Linked DNA regions of Mus musculus: region 1 is linked to region 2. A link is a contact called in public HiChIP or PLAC-seq data. All regions are on one chromosome and are shown on one strand. Each heading gives the region's core, a stretch centred on a gene start, on an enhancer-like site or on the middle of the called end of the contact. The rest is flanking DNA. Distances are from core to core; before and after follow the strand shown. Region 1 overlaps Tlk1 (tousled-like kinase 1). Region 2 overlaps Gorasp2 (golgi reassembly stacking protein 2).

Region 1 (5,046 bases), core at 971-3,470, 120 kb after region 2:
GCACTTGGGAAGCAGAGGCAGGCAGATTTCTGAGTTCAAGGCCAGCCTGGTCTACAGAGTGAGTTCCAGGACAGCCAGGGTTATACAGAGAAGCCCTGTCTCGAACCCCCCCCCCCAAAAAAAAAGAAAGAAAGAAAGAAAGAAAGAAAGAAAGAAAGAAAGAAAGAAAGAAAGAAAGAAAGAAAGAAAGTTGAACCAGTAAGCAGCAGCATTCCTCCATGGCCTCTGCATCAGCTCCTGCTTCCTGAGCTGCCTGAGTTCCAGTCCTGACTTCCTTTGGTGATCAACAGCAATGTGGAAGTATAAGCTGAATAAACCCTTTCCTCCCCCAACTTGCTTCTTGGTCATGTTTGTGCAGGAATGAAACCCTAACACAAATTGGTACCAGGAGTGGGGTATTCCTGTGAAAACACAACCATGTTTTGGGGAGAACTATGGAAGGACTTTGGAACTTTGGGCTAGAAGATCCATTTGGTGTTAAGAGCTCTGTGGGATGTTGTGTAGGAGCTTGGAAGATAATGTTTAGAACAGTGCAGAAGATGGAGGCCTGGCTTGTGAAATTTCAGAGGGAAGATGAAAGACTCTTATCAGGGCTGTTGCTATTTTGACTGTGAAGATTCTGTGGTTCTGGTTAGCTGGGGCTGAAGAATCAGCTGTGATTAACAAGATACCAGAACTACTAAAGTGAAAACTTTGCATTACTGGGACTATTGATGCTGGTTAGCTGGAGCTAAGAAATTAGCAGTGATTAAGAAAAGACCAGCATTATTGAGGTGAAATCTTCTGGGAAGTGTTTTCTGAGAGCACAGAGGCTGTGTTCCGGAGATAGCTAATGTTGTACCTTGGGCTGTGGCTGGACTTGGTAATGTGTAAGAGTCACCCAGGTGGTACTGGTTTTGAAGACATGAAGGGGTCATTAAGAGCAGCTGAGGCTGGGCACTGTGAGAGGCTGCAGAAGGCCATTGGTGAAGGTGCAGCCTCAGTTGCAGCTGATGGCCCAGGACTGAAGGGGTCATGCAAAGGAGTTGATGCTTGGCACCATGAAGGAAGCCTATGAGAGCTATTGGTGAAGCCAAGTTACAGCCGAAGACAGCAGTGTTTTGAAGATGCCAGTACCATGAGATGACCACCAAGAACAGCAGCAGCAGTGCAATTTAGGCCATCTGGATCCTAGAAGACAAGGTGTGTGCTACAGGGCTGGAGAAGTGACCCAAGCCCTTGGAGGAGCCCAGAATATCGTGAGTTGGATTCCAGACATTAGATGGTTGGAGTTCTGATTTTGCTTTTGATTGTGAGTGTGTCCTGATATTGTTCCCTCTTGAAGGAAAATTATTTTAGTAGAGCCCACAATTAAGAGACTTTTAATTGTAAAAAGACTTTGGATTTTAAAAGAGAATGGATATTTTAAAGGAATTGAAATTTCAATATGTAAGAATTTGCAAAGACTGTGGGACTTTTAAGGTTATTTAGATCTTGGAGATGAATAAGAAAGTAAGGGTTGAGGTTTAATAGTCGTGTGTTTGTGTGTCAAGTTGACAAGGGGTCAACTGTACTAGCTGGTTTTGTGTGTCAACTTGACACAGGCTGGAGTTACCACAGAGAAAGGAGTTTCAGTTGGGGAAATGTCTCCATGCATCCAGCTGTGGGGCATTTTTTCAATTAGTGATCAACAGGGGAGGGCCCCTTGTGGGTGTTGCCATCCCTGGACTGGTAGTCTTGGGTTTTATAAGAAAGCAAGCTGAGCAAGCCAGGGGAAGCAAGCCAGTAAGGAACATCCCTCCATGGCCTCTGCATCAGCTCCTGATTTCTGACCTGCCTGAGTTCCAGTCCTGACTTCCTTTGGTGATGAACAGCAGTGAGGAAGTGTAAGGTGAATAAACCCTTTCCTCCCCAACTTGCTTCTTGGTCATGATGTTTGTGCAGGAATAGAAACCCTGGCTAAGATAAAAACTATTCAGCAATTTGCATATAAGTAGTAATAATTTCAAAACTAGGCTGTTGTCAGGAAGGCAAGATTGATTCAATTAAGAGCAGTAGCAATCCCACATTATAGGAGTTAATCATGGGAGTAGGCTGAGAAGTGTTTCGAGTTAAGGAAAACACCCCTACCCTGAAAGTACTCAGTGGGAAGACCCACCTCAGTATCGGTAGCATCATCCTAGAGGCTGGGCCTGGATGAGACACAAGGAAAAAAGGAAAGTGCAGTGTGGCTTGATTCTCTTAGCACACCTGAGTTGTGGATAGCCCTGGGGCTAATTATTTTGATGTTAATTCCATTCCCCAGAGAGGGACTGTGAACAAGGAATGAGTCAGCACTCAGGTGATTTCCTGTAAACCTTCTTCCCACCTTAATTTGTAAAATAAAGAAGACTGACATTTGGGCAGAGAGAGGGAAGGTGGCGCAAAAAGAAAAGAAGGAGGTCTGAGACGGAGAGAAAGAGGAGGAGGAAGAAGAAGAAAAGCGGAGCAGCAGCACATGGCCTGGAGAAACCGCAAGTTCTAAGGGGTCTCATAGATGTGGAAGATGGTAGTATAGCAGTACATCTGCCCAGTCTAGGCGCACAGCATGTATTCATATTAATTGTGTCGTGTTTTCATTGCTGGGGCATATTTGGGAGAAGATTTACCACACCACACCACACCTGGTTTCCAAGTGCTCCAAGTTCTGCAACCATGAGCCCAAATACATCTTTAGAATGTTGCCTTTCAGGTATCTGTCACAGTGACAAAACAAAAAAACAAAACAAAAACAAAGCAAAACACACTCATATGACCTCATTTAAAAGACTTAGAAAAAAGTTATTTATCTAAATAGATAAAGACGCGTTTAATGAAAACACTCATTATTTAAACAAGAGCCATTAATTAGGTACACAAAGAAATTTCCTTCAACTAAAGGTGACAGATCAAAAATACCAAAACACCAAATTGCAAAATACTAAAAGATTGTGAAATACAAGACAATGGGTCCACTATAACACTTAATCGGTCAATGTTAAATCTAGAACAACAAAAACTACAAACTGCAAAAGATGAACCAATCACCTTCATCACCCATATATGCTGACAGAAATGCAAATAAATTTGAGAGTAAAAAGAATTATAAGCAAGATTACTAGTTATCAAGTCAACATAAAATATTAACTGTTTCTGCATTATCAGCAATAAACCAAAAATAATGTCTAAGAAGACATAATTTATAATCACACTGAAAGGCATAAAACACCTAGAAGCCTAACAATAATTATGTGATCATTATGGAGAAATTATAAATTATTAACAGAAATGGGATACTGCATATATGATTTGGAATACTCATTATTTTTTTAGAATGGTCTATAAATTTAATGTGTAATCTCAAATAGGTTGATGGTGTTTTAACTGTTTTTACTTTTTTGTATAATTTTCAAGAGCTAAAATTAATCAATAACAATCCTGAAGAAAATCAGAAGTCCATACAAATTTTCTATTGCACACTTACAAATTACCGCCAGGGTCTCTGCTTAGAGTTTATAAATATGAAATCACTGGCAACTAGGCTATATAGCTGTCGAGCTGCTATAAGAGATGCTACAGGGTGAATCGGAAATTGCCCACTAATGTTTATGTGCTCAGACTCCAGCCGAAAGCTATGGCATCTTTAAGACAACCTGGTAGGAACAGCTGCTGCCACCCTCTTTGCCATGACACTAATCTGAACCATGCACAAACTCATGTTTCCTCTCTCATAAGTTCCTGTCAAATATTCCAATTACAACAGTATTCTGACAAATATTACAGCAGTACAAAAAGTAATGATTACAGAGGAAAACCTGCTTCTACATCCATTCAGAATGTAGGTATAGCTCAGTTTATAGGCCCAAGGTCCCCATTTCCATTTACTGGTTGGAGGTTGGACTTATCTTCTGTGGTTTATCTGCATTTCTAGTTCATACCGTTAAATCTTCCTGAGTCAGTTTGAGACCAGCCTCAGCTATAAAGGAAGGCCCTGGGGGCTAGTGAGATGGCTCAGCAGGTAAGAGCACCCGACTGCTCTTCCGAAGGTCCTGAGTTCAAATCCCAGCAACCACATGGTGGCTCACAACCATCCCTAATGAGATCTGACTCCCTCTTCTGGTGTGTCTGAAGACAGCTACAGTGTACTTACATATAATAAATAAATAAATCTTTAAAAAAAAAAAAAAAAAAGGAAGGCCCTGTTTCAAAACTAAGCATGGTCAAGCAGGAAAGAGGGGGCTAGTTTTTTCTGACCTCTGTTGTTGCATTTCAATCTGTTTCTCTTTTCGGCTTCATCATGTCACTTTTTAGAATTCTGCCTACCAAAAAGTAGGCAAGGCTGTTTTGGTAACCATCCAGTTTATTATGACACTGCACTAAGACATTCGGTTCTCACACAAAAACAAATGACAGTCCGCACCAAGAGTTGGGTCCAGACAGTTCATGTATAAAACTGATAGCACTATGAAAACCAGCAGAGGACAAATGAAGCTGGTACAACAGGACAGCCTTATGGAAATAAAACCGACACCTACATCACAGCACACAAAATCAATCAACAAAGCTGAAGACACAGGGATGGGACTTCAGAAACTCAGTAAATCAACTCTCCCCCTAAAATGTCATACAACTGTGACAAAATTCTGTTTGATAAGGTGACATGAAAAGGCATCTGTGATGCACTTACTACAAACCACCTCTATTCCTGTCCTCTTGACTCAGTGAAGTCCTACACTAGGAAGGTCCCCAGCTCCTGTCTAGTGGTACAGCTCTCCTGTAGGAGGGGAAGGCTGCTAGCATCTGTTAGCACCATGCCCCTGGCCAGCTTCACATTCCAGGCAGACAAGGAGAGAGAATGGGGCTCCTTTCTCCAACCAATCCTACCAGGAAGGCTGAAACTCTACTTCAGATATAGCAGAGCACAGAACAACCACCCTGGGCCCCACCCAGTCTCTGGCAGACAGAGGTTTGTTTTGTCAAAGAGATGTAGGGTAAGAAAAGAGGTTACCATCCCCACCAGTGCCCTGCTCCTCAATGAGTGGTGGTACT
Region 2 (5,028 bases), core at 442-2,941:
CTTCTGTGGCCGCCCGGCTAAGGCGGCGCCGTAGTTATTTGTGCATTGAGATGCTCCCGTGTTAAATTGTGTGGATTCTCGGTATTTCCAGTGCAGACTAAGTCCTGTTGTCTAGCTGATATCCGTGAGATGTTACTTGAGTAATGAGTATGTGCGTTGTCAGGGCCTCCCATTACAGGGCTACAGTTGTCAGTGTGCAGATGTAGTCAGCCATGAACTGCGCATGTGCTCACACAGAACGATGGGCAGCACGGTGAGCTGTTAGTGTGTAGGTAGGCGCCTTCTCTCTGGTCCAGGGCCGTGGGAGCGTGTGTTGCTTGTGTAGCATTTGCTGCTTTCACAGCCTGATCCCTCAGACGAGGCAGAGCGCGTTCTGTGAGACTCAGTTGTCGCTCATCAGTGAACCCTGGTGTCGGAATTCTGAAGAGATCCTTTTGTCAGCGTGTGATGACCTGTCTCCTTCCCAGGGGAACGACTTACCTTGTGTTCTTTCTCGCCCTCTGCTCAGGTCTGATGCCTTTGTCAGCAGGGCTGCCTAGCCTCCCCAACCTCCCCAGCCTCTCCAACTTCAACCTCCCTGCTCCGCACATCATGCCAGGGGTCGGTTTGCCAGAGCTCGGGAGCCCGGGTATGTTGCATGCCTTACCCTCCTAAGACATTGCTAATAAAAACATGGATTCAGGAAAGCGAGGCCTCCCGTTCAGTCTTTTCCAGAAAGAGCATCTCAGCTAAACACATTTCAGCTACTTCTAATCAGTATCCATCTTTTATATGGAGAAGAAGAAAGAAGTCCATGACCCGGCCTTCTGCCTCCCTCCCTTTCTCTACACCCTGGTAGGTTTGGCCCCAGGCAGGCTACCATAGGATCAGTGGAGTTGCACTGTGCACTGAATTTGACAGTGTGGTACAGTCACCTAATAAAGATGCTTGAGTCCCCTCTCTTCACTTCCTGTTTAAGGATGCTACCCACAGGAAATGCTGGTGACTGCTCTGTGCAGTCCAGGCCTGGTATTTTTGTTTTTCTGAGATTGGAGGGGCAGGCGGAGTCTCACTGTAGCTGGCCTGGATTAACTTCCTGCCTCAGCCTCTCAAGTGCTAGGACCACAGCTCTGCACTCGGGCCAGCTAAGTGTTCTGGGGGTTGACAGATGGTTTTATAATAGTAACCCAGAGCACCAGCTGCCAGCAGGTGGCTCTCAGGTCATATGCCCAGGTGAAAAGGGAGCAGCAGTCCCCAAGCCTGCTCCTGCTGACGCTCCCTGTGACTGCCCATCATGACACTGCAGTGATCACTCCATACTGAATAGTGGTTGTCATTGTCACACTTCTGACAGGTTTGCATTTTTTACATCTTCAGTGCCAGGGCTGAAGAACAAGGGACCTAGAAAGCCCCAGCTGCACCGACCACACTCCCTGCTTCTTTTCCCTGGGGCCCATATTCTTGGTCCCTCTGTCTTTAAATGCAGCAAGCCTCTAAGGACAGGACAGCTTCTCCAGCCAGTGGTGTCCTGGACATACCCCGTACAATCCGCCTTCCCTTTGCTCTTTCCTCTCTGAAGATCTCCAGAATAACGCACCAAGAGCAGCACAGGCAGTGCGGGGCCTCCCCAGGTGCAGGGCGGCTCCCTTGAGGCAGTGCTGCTGCTCCTCCACAGCTCCTCCTCTTAGCTGACAAGAGGCGCCTTGCCTGGGCAGGATCCTCCTAGCTCACATCCAGCCAGCGCCCTTGAACGCCAGGGAGCACTGCTTCCCATGGCTCTGGAGGGAGCTGTTGTCGCATCGGCAGACTCCTGAGTGCAGGGCTGAGTACACGGAGCTTGGGCCTGGAAAGCTTTTGGCCCCAGCCTCCAGTTAGAGGTCAGCAAAGGTGGCAGTGAGCAAAGAGCTCTGCTTCGGCTGCAGGCTCTCAGGGGCAGGTAGAGGAGCTTGATGGCCGTGCTCTGGTTGCTGGGAGAATATGTGACCTCTGCTGTTTCTATCCTAGGTTTGCCACCTCTTCCCTCCTTGCCTCCCCGAAACTTACCTGGCATTGCACCTCTCCCCATGCTGTCCGACTTCCTCCCGTCATTCCCTTTGGTTCCAGAGGGCTCTTCTGCAGCCAGCGCAGGGGAGCCGCTGTCTTCCCTTCCTGCCATGGGCCCACCTTCTGACCCTGTCATGACTACTGCAAAGGCAGACGCCTCTTCCCTCACTGTGGATGTGACGTCTCCTGCTTCCAAGGTCCCCACCACTGTTGAGGACAGAGTCAGCGACTGCACCCCGGCCGTCGAGAAGCCTGTGTCTGATGCAGATGCTTCAGAGCCTTCTTAACTGGGAACCAATGTTCAGAACCGACGTGGTCTGTTTAGTTAACCACGGGGTCAGGTCTGGAATCGCAAACTACCATTGATTTCATACTAGTGTGTACCGTATCTGTAGGTGTCCTGTACATAATTCTAAGGGGAAACTACGCAAGAGGCTGAGGGCTTGCCTCCCACCACGTCGGGGGGTTACAGCCGAGGAGGGCAATCTGAGAATGTGCTTGTATTTTAAACAACCAAAAAAAGTTGTCATGGGTGGCTTGCTGCCAGGCATCTACTGCCGTTCTGGGAGGTTCATCTTTGGAAGAGAGATGGCGGGGTACCCACTGGGTTCCCTGTACCACTGCTATGCCTTGTGTAAGGAAATGAAATATTTTATGCCTAGTGCCCACATGCAACATTTCTTGTACTTTGTAAGTCGTTTGCAAGAACACAGACCACCTCACTAAACTGTACAAGGAAACAAGAATTTACTGTTGGTCTCTGTGAGTCGCATCTCTATTACGGTTTACACAAAACTCCCAGTTGCAGATGTTTTGTTCCGGTCCATGGCACACTATTAATTGAACATCTTTTTATTCTGCCTGTACACAGATCTTGTTTTGAACTCAGAATTATTCAGACACCATTTTGTAGCTGCTGCTGTTGCTTTAGATGCCTGTGGTAAGATGGCATTTAAAGAGAAAGAGAGGAGCTGCGCTCTGTAGCTACTTAACGGTATCGCGGCAATAAACTCCAGTCGCTTTACGGTCTCCTTGTGTTCTAAGTGGCGAGCGTGTACTTCATGTGTGCCTCACATCTCTCAGGTCAGCCTGTGGTGGGTGTGCTTTTCTAAGTTTCCAAGCGATGCTCCATCGAGTGGGACTGATGTCCTGGGTGACGGAAAAGCATCTGACAGCCCCCTTTGGAAGTAAGGTGGAAGCAGTTTGTTGACTGTTGACCTGGTACTAGCATAAAGATACCCACACCGCAGTGGTGGCCATTGCTGACTCTGCCAGAAACCCAGCCCCTCTCCCAGGATGCATTTATAGAGACACAGGCCTAAAGTCAGTGATGTAGAAATCTCCACAGTCCCAGCACTGGGCATCCCTGAAGCAGTCTGGCAGCTCATGAGCCAAATTGGCAAGTTCCACACTCAGTGAGAGACCTGCAAAAACAGGTGGTTTTTTCTCTCTCTCTCTCTCTCTCTCTCTCTCTCTCTCTCTCTCTCTCTCTCTCTCTCGTGAGAGTCTATGAAGCCCCAGGCTCTGGGGGAGAGAGCCTGGGGGGGTGGGGGGGTGATGGTCAGTGAACTCTACTTGAAGTGCAAAACTGAGTATTCTGTTCAGGAAATCATGAGTCTCTTAAGTGTTGGGGATTAATCCCAGGGCCATGAGCAAGCTGGGTAAATGCTTCCCCAGTGAGCTCCTTAGTTCCAGTCATTTGAGGGCAATGGTAGACCCTGTAGTGGGTTCCAGAAGCACAGATTTAAGACTGTGTCCTGGTCAGTATGCCACTCTCTTTGATAAGCCAAGAAGAAACCTTGTGGGGCCCCAATTTAAGTGCTATAGTCAACAATGGTGGAGCTATGTAACAGCCCCTGGTGGCAGGCGGGGGACACAGTCTTGTTGCTCAGGAAAGCCAGGGCAGTAATGATGTTGGATTGGGCTGGATTAACCTCAGAGATCCTTGAAGTACAGTGATTTAAACAATAAAGTTCATTTCTCCCATTTAGACAAGTTTCCAGCCAGCCAGTGGTGCTGGCAGTACACTTCAATCCTTTAGCTCCAGCACTTGGGAGGCAGAGGCAGGCTGAGTACTGTTTGTGGCCAGCCTGGTCTACAGAACGAGTACTAGGATAGCCAGAGCTACATAGAGAGATCCTGTCTGCTCCATCTGCATGTGTGTCCACCCACAAGGTCATGGCATGGTCTCAGATGACAGGTGGAAACCCAGCCACTATTAGCCAGAAGACAGGCGTTCTTACCCTTTTGAGATCATGGTAGAGAAGTTTGCAACACCATCATAACAAAATCTGCTGACGAGCCATGCAGCCACAGAGAACTGAGGGGGGCTGGGAAATGGAGCCTTTGGTTCTTGTCCACCCACACCCATTAGCGGAGAGTCACTGGGGAAGTCAGCGGGCGTGTACAGTGGAATCACTTGCCAGTATTTGAGGAAAGCAAGACTCTGGAGGGGAAAGCACTGGGAAGGGACAGTGAAGTGACATTTGCAGGGAAGTGTGGCAGTGACTCTGTGTGTGTGTGTGTGTGTGTGTGTGTATGTGTGTGTGTGTGTGTGTGTGAGGGGGGGGGGCGGGAGTGATGGTCAGAAGGTAGCTTATGGGAGTTGGTTCTTTCCCACCAAGTGTGTTCTGAGGATTAAACTCAGTTATGAGACTTAATGGCAAAGTCCTTTATCCGCTGAGCCACCTCACCAGCCAAATTTACCCTCCCTGTTGATTTTTGTCCCTTTTGGGGTTTGCCCATGCTAAAAGGATGACTTCAATTCTTGGTCCAGCTTAGTGAGTAGATGAATGCATTGAGTGAGGGTGATCAGAGCACTCGTGGGTGGCCACTTGTGGCACTCACCCAACCTGCAGGACATGTAATAGCTCCATCTCCTCACCCCAGCAATTGTTCACTGTTGTTATAATCTTGCGGTGGGGCCTGTGGGTTCTTTAGATTTCAGGAACTTCCTCCCTCTTAACCGCTTTTGCTTACTTCCAGATTCTTAGGAGCAAGTGTTTC

The links. HiChIP or PLAC-seq counts read pairs in DNA pulled down with a chosen protein or histone mark.
Region 1: an H3K27ac HiChIP or PLAC-seq map of embryonic stem cells shows a contact between it and region 2, with 27 read pairs. The contact joins two enhancer-like sites. A contact is called at or near these places in 2 of 484 Hi-C or Micro-C datasets (neural progenitor cells and olfactory sensory neurons), 2 of 115 datasets of contacts at active chromatin or transcription factors (both in embryonic stem cells) and 2 of 9 other capture datasets (adipose tissue and pancreatic islet).

The regions. Positions count from the first base shown.
Region 1 is chr2:70,803,956-70,809,001 of GRCm38.p6, forward strand. All of the region lies in intron 1 of Tlk1 (tousled-like kinase 1), which reads right to left. Among named protein-coding and RNA genes, the nearest start is that of Tlk1, 19 kb to the right of the region's middle. Within about 2 kb of position 2,221, at least 13 of the 459 cell types and tissues checked have an H3K27ac peak or open chromatin away from gene starts, as enhancers often do. A contact at or near this core is called in embryonic stem cells, where this site is marked.
Region 2 is chr2:70,688,675-70,693,702 of GRCm38.p6, forward strand. Gorasp2 (golgi reassembly stacking protein 2) reads left to right here. Exons shown (of 10, transcript NM_027352.4): 9 at 509-628; 10 at 1,984-3,051. The coding sequence ends at 2,309. Among named protein-coding and RNA genes, the nearest start is that of Gm38528, 13 kb to the right of the region's middle. Within about 2 kb of position 1,692, at least 41 of the 459 cell types and tissues checked have an H3K27ac peak or open chromatin away from gene starts, as enhancers often do. A contact at or near this core is called in embryonic stem cells, where this site is marked.